Regions from separate parts of the Muntiacus reevesi genome. Here region 2 is linked to region 1. A link is a contact called in public Hi-C data. All regions are on one chromosome and are shown on one strand. Each heading gives the region's core, a stretch centred on a gene start, on an enhancer-like site or on the middle of the called end of the contact. The rest is flanking DNA. Distances are from core to core; before and after follow the strand shown. Region 1 holds the start of ASNS (asparagine synthetase (glutamine-hydrolyzing)). Region 2 holds the start of MIOS (meiosis regulator for oocyte development).

Region 1 (5,701 bases), core at 490-2,989:
AGGACCGCTAAGTGGTCCAGCCGCGCGGTCCGGAGCGCAGCCCGCGCCTCACCGTCGCCACCCGACGGCAGGCGGCGCGCGAAGAGGCGAGGGGCACCCGAGGGCGAAAGGGAAGGACCTGCGACTAACAGGAGGTTACAAGTCAACAAAATAGCGGCCCGGCGGGCAGGCGGCCCCAAAGGCAGTTCGCGGAGACGCCGGGAGCAGGAAGTGCCCCGCGCCTCCCTCAGGAGCCCGCACGTCCCCAGACCGGGCTGCGACTCCGAGACACCTGTTTGGCGGCGCCAGGGGTGGGGTTCCACCCTCCACGCTCCCCCCACATTCACTCTCCCAGAGGGAAGGGCGAGGGGACCCGAGACCTTGGACCTACAGCCTGAGGGCGCCTCCGCCGGCCGTACCTGACATCAGCCTCGGCTCCCTCTCGCCCCTCCTGGGGGGCGGAGAGGGGGACGACACGAGACCGGCGACCTCCGCTCTGCTCGGCAGCCGCAGAAGTGGCTCGTGGCTGCTGGCCGGGGCCGCCCGCTGCCGCCCAGATTATTCCCCGGCAGCGGCGGCGGCGGCGGCGGCGGCCGAGGCGGGCCCAGCGCGCGCTCCCGCCCGCTCGCTCCGCCCCTCCCCGCAGCGCGTTCCGGCCGCGGGCCGCCGACGGCGCAGCCGCCACCCAGGGGTCTCCTAGCGCTGACGTCATCGCCGCCGCACCAGCCCCAGGGAAGGGCGGAGCGAGAGGGGGCAGGGTGGGGCGGCGCTACGGCGACGTGCGGGCGCGGGGATTGGCGGCCGAGCGCACGCCCCGCCCTTGTGCGAAGGGGTCTGGGAAGTCGCATCTTCTATGAGGGGTAGTCACAGCCCACTTGCGGCACCTCAGTGGAGGCCTCCACCTTCCTCGCGGTGCTGTAGGGTCTTGCGCTAGCTTCCGGACCTTGAGGGGGTCCAAAGCAGTGAAACATCAGGGAACAGGGCTGCGAATACCCTTGGGACCTTTGTCCAAGAAACAGGCTCTTCCCTCTCTTGAGTCTTATGGCCTCTAGCCTGCTTTTAAACCGTTCTTTTTACCCCTGTTATCCGCTCCTCCCGACTCTCTTAACTCAGTACCTCTCTGGCTTTAATGAGAGGAAATGCGCAAGATGAGGTACGCAAACGAGTGTGGGATAACCAGGTATGTGAATGAGCAGGGGCTGAGAACCCAGGTAATGATACCACAGAGCCTCCTGAAGGCACACATGGGCTTTGGCTCTGTCATTACTTCACCGCTGTCAGGCGGTGGCCGGAAGTTTCTTCGGAGCTCTCCAAAACCTCACCGTCTCACCTTTGGTCGGCAAAGGGACTTTGTATCAGAAAACTGTTTTTGGATTAGAGAGCTAGGAGCCCTCGAGCAATTGAGGTAGGCCCACAGCAGTCAGGAGGTGGGATCAAGTCTTGACTTTACTGGTGTTAGCTACAAAGTCTAGTTTGAAGGTGAGAAAACTACCCTGCTTCCTAGGCAGTTCTTTAGAGCCTTGGCCTCTGGGCTGGAATCTTGATTCCCGCCAGCTATTAGCTGTGTAACCTTGGCAAGTTACTTAACACACTGGAGAGGAATAGTAAACAATGTAAGTAAAGTATTGTTGTTCCCTTTTATTTGTTTAGATTCAGCTTTAGTGTAGTTTACCAGGATATATCATTAATAGGTCCGAAAGAATCTTCGGGAAGAACTTTAAAACGTCTCGATTCTTATCCAAACCTCTCATTTTTTCAGATGAGAAAACTGGTCAGAAAGGTAAACTGAGAAGCCTGTTTTGGAAGAGAAGTGCAAGTATGTGATATCCAGGTTAGTGCTCTTTCTCTGGGCGATGCCTCCAGACTTCTCTGTTGGATCCTCACCTCCATCTCTTCTCTCTTCCCCAGCGTGTATGTAATTATTGCCCAGCTTCACGCCCTTTGCCTTCCACAGCCACTGTGAGATAGGGAGAAGAGACCCTTCGAGGTCAAAGTGTACCAAACAGAAAGCAAAATAGAACAAAATGCCTCAGGATTCTTATTTTAATTTTATTAAAATTTGTAAGGAATAAGGAATAATCTTTTTCCAGTGAGCAAATATAGGAAACCCTTCCAAGGGTAAGCTCAGCTACAGCATGTCTAAGATAATTTTCTTAGTGGCAAGAAGGTATGTTGTTAGAACTACCAGATCAAATCAGGCCCCTCCTACCCTTCTGGGTATTGTTGAAAATAGCTATTATTTTCATGAAAGCAATGTACACTTATTCAAACAAATATTAAAAAAAATTTCCAAATGCCATAATTCAGAGATAACAATTTTTAAAAATTCATGTTATACTCCAGACATCTCTAAGAATAAAAACATATAAAAGTATAGTAATACAATGTATGATAAACTGGATTTTATTATATACACAGTTTTTTTTTCATGAAAAATATATCATGAATAACATCATTTTTAAAAGTTGCATAGTGTGAAGTGGATGTACCATCATTTATCTAACCAGTATTCTATTGATTCATTTCTAGTTTTTTCCCCAAATGTTTACTATTTTAAACAACTCTGTGATGAGTTTCTTAATGCATGTACCTTTGCACAATTGTACAGCTGTCTTCTTGAATAAATTCCTTGAAGTGACATTAATGTCAGCCAATTTTTCTTCGTTATCAACTAGAAAAAAAGAAGACTGTGGTTACTTTGAAAAATATAATTTACACGTGAGACGCAAAATGATCAGATTCTCCCATTGGAAACACAGATTAACCGTGAACAGTATGTTTATCTATCTGGAGTGTGTTTCAGTAATGTGTGTCAAAGCTCCTTGAAGCAGAATAATGTGTGTCACAGCTCCTTGGAGCAAGGTGATAGAGACTGAAAGTTGATTCAACCCAAAATCCTTTCTCTATTACTTGCAGAACTCTGACTTTTTTTCAGGGTGACTGTGTCCAGTTAAAAATACTTGTTTACTCAGGCTCCTATAAGCCATGGTTTCCCATGTGACCTGTCTGCAGAATGAAAGTAGATGTTGCTAGGAGAGGCTCAGAGTTTTATGGAAGAAATTTCCTGTTAGCCATTGGACCTATACCTGTCCTTTATCTTACCTGGAACAGTGATATGATGCTAGATGTGGAGCAGCCCTGTTTCAACCACAGTAGCAAAATTTCATGCACTGGAGAAGGAAATGGCAGCCCACTCCAGTATTCTTGCCTGGAGAATCCCAGGGACGGGAGCCTGGTAGGCTGCGGTCTATGGGGTCACACAGAGTTGGACACGACTGATGTGACTTAGCAGCTGCAGCAGCAGCAGCAAAATAATAGCATAGCCAGAGGGACTGGTTTGTGATTGCTTTGAAGGGTCAGCTTATCAGCCCTGGTCTCCTCACTTCTGGGTTTGTTGTTATATGAAGGGGTTTATTGTTGTATGAAGGAAAATAAATCCGTTCTATTTAAGGTTTTTGTTGTTTTTGTTCTAAGCACTGAATAAAATTCCTAATTGGTATAAAAAGATGGAAAAAGTCATTATTTATTTAGCACTATAGGTAGAATTTTTTAATAAACAGGGTAAGATGAAAATGGGAACACAGAATAGAAACAAGCAACAGCAAAAAACTACTCTCTAATAAACTTAGTTTTCCTTTAAATATCCAAATATTACAATTAGATTAACAACTCTTTAGTAATAATTAGATTAAATTCTGTAAATTCTATTTATATAATAATGTATAGATTAAATGGACTTCCCTGGTGGCTCAGATGTAAAGCGTCTGCCTACAGTGTGGGAGACCTGATTTCGATCCCTGGGTTGGGAAGATCCTCTGGAGAAGGAAATGGTGACCCACTCCAGTACTTTTGCCTGGAAAGTCCCATAGACAGAGGATCCTGGTAGGCTACAGTCCATGGGGTCGCAGAGTTGGACACGACTGAGCAACTAAACTTCTAAAACTATAAACTATTTAGAATTTAATATAAAATGAATTTAATTATAAATTAAATTAAAACTACTGGTATAGTAGTTTTAAAATATGTTCACAAGTTCTTTGATACTTCTTTTAAAAATTGAGCTTAATTCCCCTCACCTAGAGTTTGGACTGTACTTAGTGACTTGTTCTCATAAAGAGAATGTAGAAATACTGTAATGTGACTTCTAAGCGGAAACTTATAAAACCTATGCCAGCTTTCTTCTTGTTCTCTCTAGGATTGCTCACTGGGGAAAGGTAATTGTCATGTCATGAGGACACTCAGCAACTTAGAGAGAGGCCCATGTTATGAATAACTAAGGCTTCCAGCCAACATTCAGTGAGGAACTGAGAACTCTTGAAAACAGCCATGTGAGTGAATTTGGAAGCAGATCCTTCAGCCTAGCCAAGGCTTCAGATGACTGCATCCCTTGTCAGTATCTTTATTGTACCCGAAGAGAGTTCATGAACCGGAATCAGTCAGCTTAGCCACTCCCAAATTCAAGTCTGCAAGAACTGTAAAATAATGAATATTTGTTGTTGTAAGCCATTAAATTTTGGGATAATTTGTTGTGCAGCAAAAGTAACTAGTAAAAAGCTGGATATAGTGAAGCCTACCTAGCAGAATCTAGGTATTTGATTATTTGTTGTTTTGAATGAGTGAACAACTGAATGAAGTACAATATAATATCTTTTTCATTTAAAGGGGAACATGCCATGCTTGTATTATTTTTGACCCCTGACACCTGTATTGTGTAAGGTTTTTCTAACATGATCATAGGGAGATGAGTTGTGAATCTTACTGAAATCTGAAAAATGACAGTCCTGGAAGAAACATATAATGAATAGTGCAGTGGAACCCTTGAGATGTGAATGATGCTCCCAGTTTTTGTTTGTTTGTTTGTTTGTTTTTTACTTTTATTTGCATTTATTTTTTGCAGCATTTATTCCTAGGCCATATGTTTTTGTTTCTTCAATTTCTTCTGGGACATCTTTTTCTTCTGTGCCACCTTCTCCTCTGGTTTAGGAACAATCTGTTCTTTTTCAGTAAGGATCTCAGTTTTTATCAATAATTAGCTGAGTAGCAAGTTATCTAAGCCCTCTAAATCTCAATTTTCCTATTGATAAATTGGAGAAAGTAATCCTGACTGACCTCAAAAGGTAGTCAGTGGGATTATATGTGACAGGGATTATATCATTCTTTTAATTACATTAGATTCATAAGTTAAATATTTTAGGAGTGTGTACCATGAAAACTTTTCTTTTGAGAAGTGATAACAAATAACTAATTTTGCTGATGGCTCAGATGGTAAAGAATCTACCTGCAATGCAAGAGATGGCATTTCAATCCCTGGGTCAGGAAGATCCCCTGAAGAAGGGAATGGCTACCCACTCCAGTATTCTTGCCTGGAGAATTCCATGGACACAGGAGCCTGACAGGCTACAGTCCATGGGGTCGCAAAGTGTTGGACGACTAACACTTTGTAAAATATTAGTATTGTTCATAGTTAGAAGTTAGGATTTAAGAGTGTAACAGGATGGTTAGTTATTGTATGTCAGATCTCATTTTATTACCCTGTTGAAATTTTATTGCCTGTTTAAAAGAATAAATAATTATGACTGGCTCCTTTCTCTTTTCAAAAATTAACTTGTAATCGTGGTTGGGTGTGTGTCCCTCTTTCTGGTAACGGTAGTTAAACATACTTAGTAATAAACATACATTTAACCAATAATTTGAGTCTAAGCTTTTATTCTAGAGCAAAATT
Region 2 (5,354 bases), core at 1,159-3,658, 360 kb before region 1:
ACAAATACTAAAGCAAGCACACGTATCATATAGGCTTCCATCCCATAACTGTACTCCTTACACAAATGACCTATGGTAAGAAAATGCAGTGCCACATGGCAAAATTCAATTAAAAAAAAAAAAACAAACAGAAAGTGTTACTATAATTTTAAAAAATATTTAATTTACATGACTCACAATTAAGAATCATCCATAATTCTTCTCGTATTATGTATATATTTATATTACCATCTACAAATCTGACGACAGTAATTCACACAGAATCAGAATTCATACAGAATTTGAGAGTTGAGTCTAGCAAACCCTGCTTAATTCACACAGGAGTACAGAGAGGACCAGATGTTCTGATTCTTCCCCAACACCTCCCTACTCCATCCTAGATTAGAGCACAGAGAAAGGATCACTACAGCATGTGCAGAGCCCCCTCCCCCACTTATCCAAAACATACTAAGAATTTCAAGACCATGACAGAAGAGCACCATAGCAAGCGCCAGGCCTTTTAAAGATGGGCCCTGACAATGTTTGCACGGGTCACACACCGTGAAACCGGCCCTGAATACACAGGTACATCTATACCCTCTTAAAAAACATACACCTGACCCTTGAACAACTAGGCGGTTAGGTAACTAACCCTGCAGCAAGGTCCACATATAACTTATAGCTGGTCCTCTGTACGTGTCGTTTCTCTATATCTGTGGTTCCACAACCTCAAATTAAACCAACTGTGGACCCTGTGGCACTGTGGTATTTACCACTGGAAGAAACCCATGTATAACTCCTGCTGTTGAAGAGTCAACTGTTTTTCTTTTCCATCCAACATACAATATAGACAGATCCTGGCTCCTGAACAAAGACCACCAGGAATATGGTGAAGAGCAGAACATCTTCAGCCCCTTACTAGCTTGACCCTAAAAACTACCTTAAAACACCAAGACTATAAAATAGAGATAGAGCATCTCCTATCTCCATCTCACATAGTGACAATCAAATTAAACGAGTTCTTTGCAGTGAAAACATGTCAGTATCACTACGATTCCCTTCAACAGCCCTGGAAATTAATGCTTTCAAATGCTGGAGACACCAACAACTGGGGGCAAAGGGGTGGAATTTGCCATAATTACAGCTTATATTTAGATCCTCACCTTCAGGTGCAACAAGGGCTCACTTCCCAGCAATGATTTCTGAGCAAAGGAAAGCCATGTTGATGATTCTGTGTTCCTCACCAGATGTTCATCTGTAATAGCATGGTCCAACGGAAACACAGTGTTAGCCATATAACAAACTTTCCTAATAGTCACATTGAAAAATAAAAAGAAATCAATCAAATCTAATTTAACAATAATTTAACCCGACATATCAAAAATATTATCCTTTCACCATGCAATCCGTGTAACATTTATTAATGAGACACATATTTTTCTTCTGGTACCAAGTCTTGGGAATCCAAGGTGTATTCTACACTTTCAGCAGATCTCAACCCTGTGTGGCTAGTGGACATTGAAGCGCTATATAATATTAAGTGTAGTATCCAATCACCTTGTTACATCTTGTTTTCTTTTCTACTTGTCTCAGCACGACACGTAATAACAGCAGCAGCTGCAAGAAATTTCTACAATCACCATCTTCAAGATGTTCTGTATAACTCCAAATTCCCCTTAAAATATAGCTATAAAAAAGACTGCAAAGGCAGTCACTTTCTAAGTGATTTAGGAAGGCTCGTGGCACCTGTGAGAAGCTTTATCCTCTCACGGAATTTTCACGACTCCGTACAGGCAGCGAACAGCGCCACCCGGGTGACAGGCCCTTGAAGAAGTATTCAATACGGTACAAGGGGAGCACAGCTGGTAGCAGCGCCGGGTAACGCAGGAATCTGCGGGCGGCTCCCACGCTCCAGACACTGGCTGAGCCTCTCGTCCACGGCGAGGAAGCGGTTCCACCCAAACCCGGCGCCGAGGAGGCTGCAGCGCGGACACAGCTCCGGGTAGAGAAACCCGCGCGCCCCCGGCCGCTCGCAGCTCCGAGGCCGGGCCCGCCGCGGTTACCCTGCAGCGCGGAACGCGACTCCCCACGTCTGGGCTCGGAGGACGCCCCCCCGGGTCTGCACTCGCTCGGGCTTTTCAACTGGGCTTTCCCGAGCGCCTGGAGGCCGTCCCAGCGCCCCCGAGCCCTCGACTCGAGCCTCACGGAGCCGAGAACGGAGCCCGGGCCGCACTCACCGACCTGGGAGGCAGCGCGGCCGTCGTACTGCCGCTTCCGGCCTAGTCACCGCCCCTCCCGCTGGGGGAGTCCACACACGGGCAAGATGGCGGCTGCGCCGGCGCGGGCAATAACCTGGCTACCCGGCCTGGGTCCACTTCCCGACCACCAAGCCTCGTGGACGCGCGGACGCGCCTCGGCCTCGGAAGGGGAGTTCCCCACTGCAAGCCCCGCCCCCGGCGATCCCGGGAGTCGCCCCGCCCCGGGGCGTGGTCACAACTCCGGAGGTCCCGGAGCTCCCGGCGACCCGCAGGCCCCGCCTGCTGCCTAGGCGCTCTGGTCCACCTCCGTAGGCTCCGCCCCCTGAGCGCGGCGGCCCACCTCCGCAGGCCCCGCCCCCTGCGCGCGTGGGCTGGATCCCGGGCGCTTGGGCCCAGACCGCTTCACCGAGTTGTTTCAGATTTCAAGGGCTTTAGAAGTTTTAGCTTATTTAATCAGTCTAAGTTTCCGTTAAAAATTTATTTGCGGGCTATCGACGTAGCAGAAAATCCAGGATACTTGGTTCACAATTCACTCACTCACTCCACAAAGACGTCCCGAGTGCCTAACTGTGTACTTGCTGTAATGCTGGGGACACTGGACTGAGCAATAAAGACGTGTGTTTGTGTGTGTCAGAAATGTTTCCTTGAGGACTGCTGGGCTGAGAGAGGAAGGACGAAGAGATGCTAGGAAAGGGAACAGGGCAGACGGGTTGGAGGAGAAGAGCCTTCTAGAGCAGAGGAAGAGAAAGTGCAGGGTCAGGAGGGCACGTATCAGTGGGGAAACGGAAGTGGGGATAGATTAAGATGATATTAGCGTTGGGAAACCAGCTTAGTGGGTCCGGCTGGACTTTTCCCTAAAGGCATTAGTACAGTCATTGAACGTTTTTAATCAGGAGAGTGGTGTAGTCAATTTTTACGGGAGAGAAGGGGAAGGGATAGGTAAGTATCCAAATGAGAGATGATGGTTACCCATAATAACCATGGATGGAGAGAAGTGTATGGCCTGAGGACTATATAGAAGTTGGGATGATTATGGGAGTGAGGGAGAAAGACGGTTCTAGGTTTCTGGCTCCCATAGTTGAATGAATGATGCTGCATAGGTGTTACAAAGCTGACACAGAGACTTTCTTCAGATGTCCCGCCATCTTTGCTTGTCTGTTCTTAGTTTAAAGGGCATGATTTGGGGTTGTGGTGATTCATATAAACAGCATGCTGAGCTTAGTCCTGATAATCTTCAAGGCAGATAATTTGGGTAAGAGGAAGAGTCTGCGGCAAGTATTGCCTGTGGAGGTCTGAGGCTCCTTTCCCTCCTGCCATTGGAGAAGTGGAGGCTAAAGAAAGTGCTGAGCACTGAGGCAAGACACCACCGGATTCATCACTTCCAACACTATCTTGCCATTCTTCTCAGTGGTGTTGGTCCTGGCCCCAAATCCTCAACATCAATACAAGTTCCTTCCGTCTTCACTCCTACCACACAAAGCTGAGGGGAACATCTCCCCACACACTCCGGAGGAGACCTTGCTTCCTACTTCAGAAAGGAAATTAAAACGGTTAGTTAGGAATTCCCACAGCCTTCCCCTACCTCTTCATTCACTCCCATTTTTACCTCCTTATAGCTGACATATAGGAAAAGGAGGGGCCCTATATGCCTTTACTCCTGGGACCTTACACCATCAATTTTCTCCTACACCATGAGTCTTCAACATTCTCATTTCTACTGGCTCTTTACCATCAACGTACAGTTGAGTCACTCCTTCTCCTCCAAGGAGAGGACCACACTCACTCTCTCTAATCCCACATCCTCCTGTTTCCCATGAATTCAGGCCACTCAGGCTTTCATGCCCACCATCCCATAACTCACCGTCTCATTCCTAACTCAATGGACATGAACATGAGCAAACTCTGGGAGATAGTGGAGGACAGAGGAGCCTCACATATTGCAGTCCATGGGGTCTCAAAGAGTTGAACATGACTTAGCGACTGAACAACAATAACAACAATTCTGTAAAAATGGCTCTTTACTTGCCTGTTGCTGTCATCCTCTTCTGGAATACATGTTCCACATCCTCATGTTTTCTTCTGTTAAACCGCCACCCACACATGTCAGCAAGGCACTTGGTGATCCAGTCAGGATGACCATTCCTTGGCTTCCCTTTCGGCTAGGCATGGCTTTATCAAAAAAGACCCACAGACTTAGAGAATGAACTTAGTGTTACCAGGGGAGAGGGGGGAGAGGGAGAGTTAGGGAGGGAGGTTAGGATTGACATGTACACACTGCTATATTTAAAACGGAGAAGAGTCAGACATGTCTTATCAACTGAACAACCACCACTACCGCCAACTAACACCTACTGTATAGCATCAAGAACGCTGCTCAATATTATGAAACAACATAAATGAACAAAGAATTTGAAAAAGAACATATTACATGCATCAGTTCAGTCCAGTTCAGTCACTCAGTTGTGTCCGACTCTTTGCGACCCCATGGACTGCAGGACACCAGGCTTCCCTGTCCATCACCAACTCCTGGAGTTTACTCAAACCCATGTCCATTGAGTTGGTGATGCCATCCAACCATCTCATCCTCTGTTGTCCCCTTCTCCTCCCATCCTCAATCTTTCCCAGCATCAGGGTCTTCTCAAATGAGTCAGTTCTTCACATCAGGTGGCCAAAGTATTGGAGTTTCAGCTTCAGCATCAGTCCTTCCAACAAATATTTAGGACTGGTTTCCTTTAGGATTGACTGGTTAGATCTCCTTGCAGTTCCAGGGACTCTCAAGAGTCTTCTCCAACACCACAGTTCAAAAGCATCAATTCTTCAGCCCTTAGCTTTCTTTATAGTCCAACTCTCACATCCATTCATGACTACTGAAAAAAACCATAACTTTGACTAGGCACATCTTTGTTGGCAAAGTAATGTCTCTGCTTTTTAATAACATTGTCTAGGTTGGTCATAACTTTTCTTTCAAGGAGCAGGTGTCTTTTAATTTCACGGCTGCAGTCACCATCTGCAGTGATTTTTGAGGCCCCCAAAATAAAGTCTCTCATTGTTTCCACTGTTTCCCCATCTATGTGCCATGAAGTGATGGGACCAGATGCCATGATCTTAGTTTTCTGA

Evidence for each region. A called contact is a pair of places that touch in the nucleus more often than the background predicts.
Region 2: a Hi-C map of blood shows a contact between it and region 1, with 2.3 times the contacts expected there. The contact joins the promoter of MIOS here to the promoter of ASNS in region 1. A contact is called at or near these places in 2 of 3 Hi-C or Micro-C datasets (blood and muscle).

Annotation. Positions count from the first base shown.
Region 1 is chr6:14,534,363-14,540,063 of mMunRee1.1, reverse strand. ASNS (asparagine synthetase (glutamine-hydrolyzing)) reads left to right here and starts at 1,739. Exons shown (of 13, transcript XM_065939302.1): 1 at 1,739-1,810. It overlaps C1GALT1 (core 1 synthase, glycoprotein-N-acetylgalactosamine 3-beta-galactosyltransferase 1), which reads right to left and starts at 634. Exons shown (of 5, transcript XM_065938608.1): 1 at 399-634.
Region 2 is chr6:14,890,586-14,895,939 of mMunRee1.1, reverse strand. It overlaps MIOS (meiosis regulator for oocyte development), which reads right to left and starts at 2,408. Exons shown (of 12, transcript XM_065938939.1): 1 at 2,221-2,408; 2 at 1,143-1,234.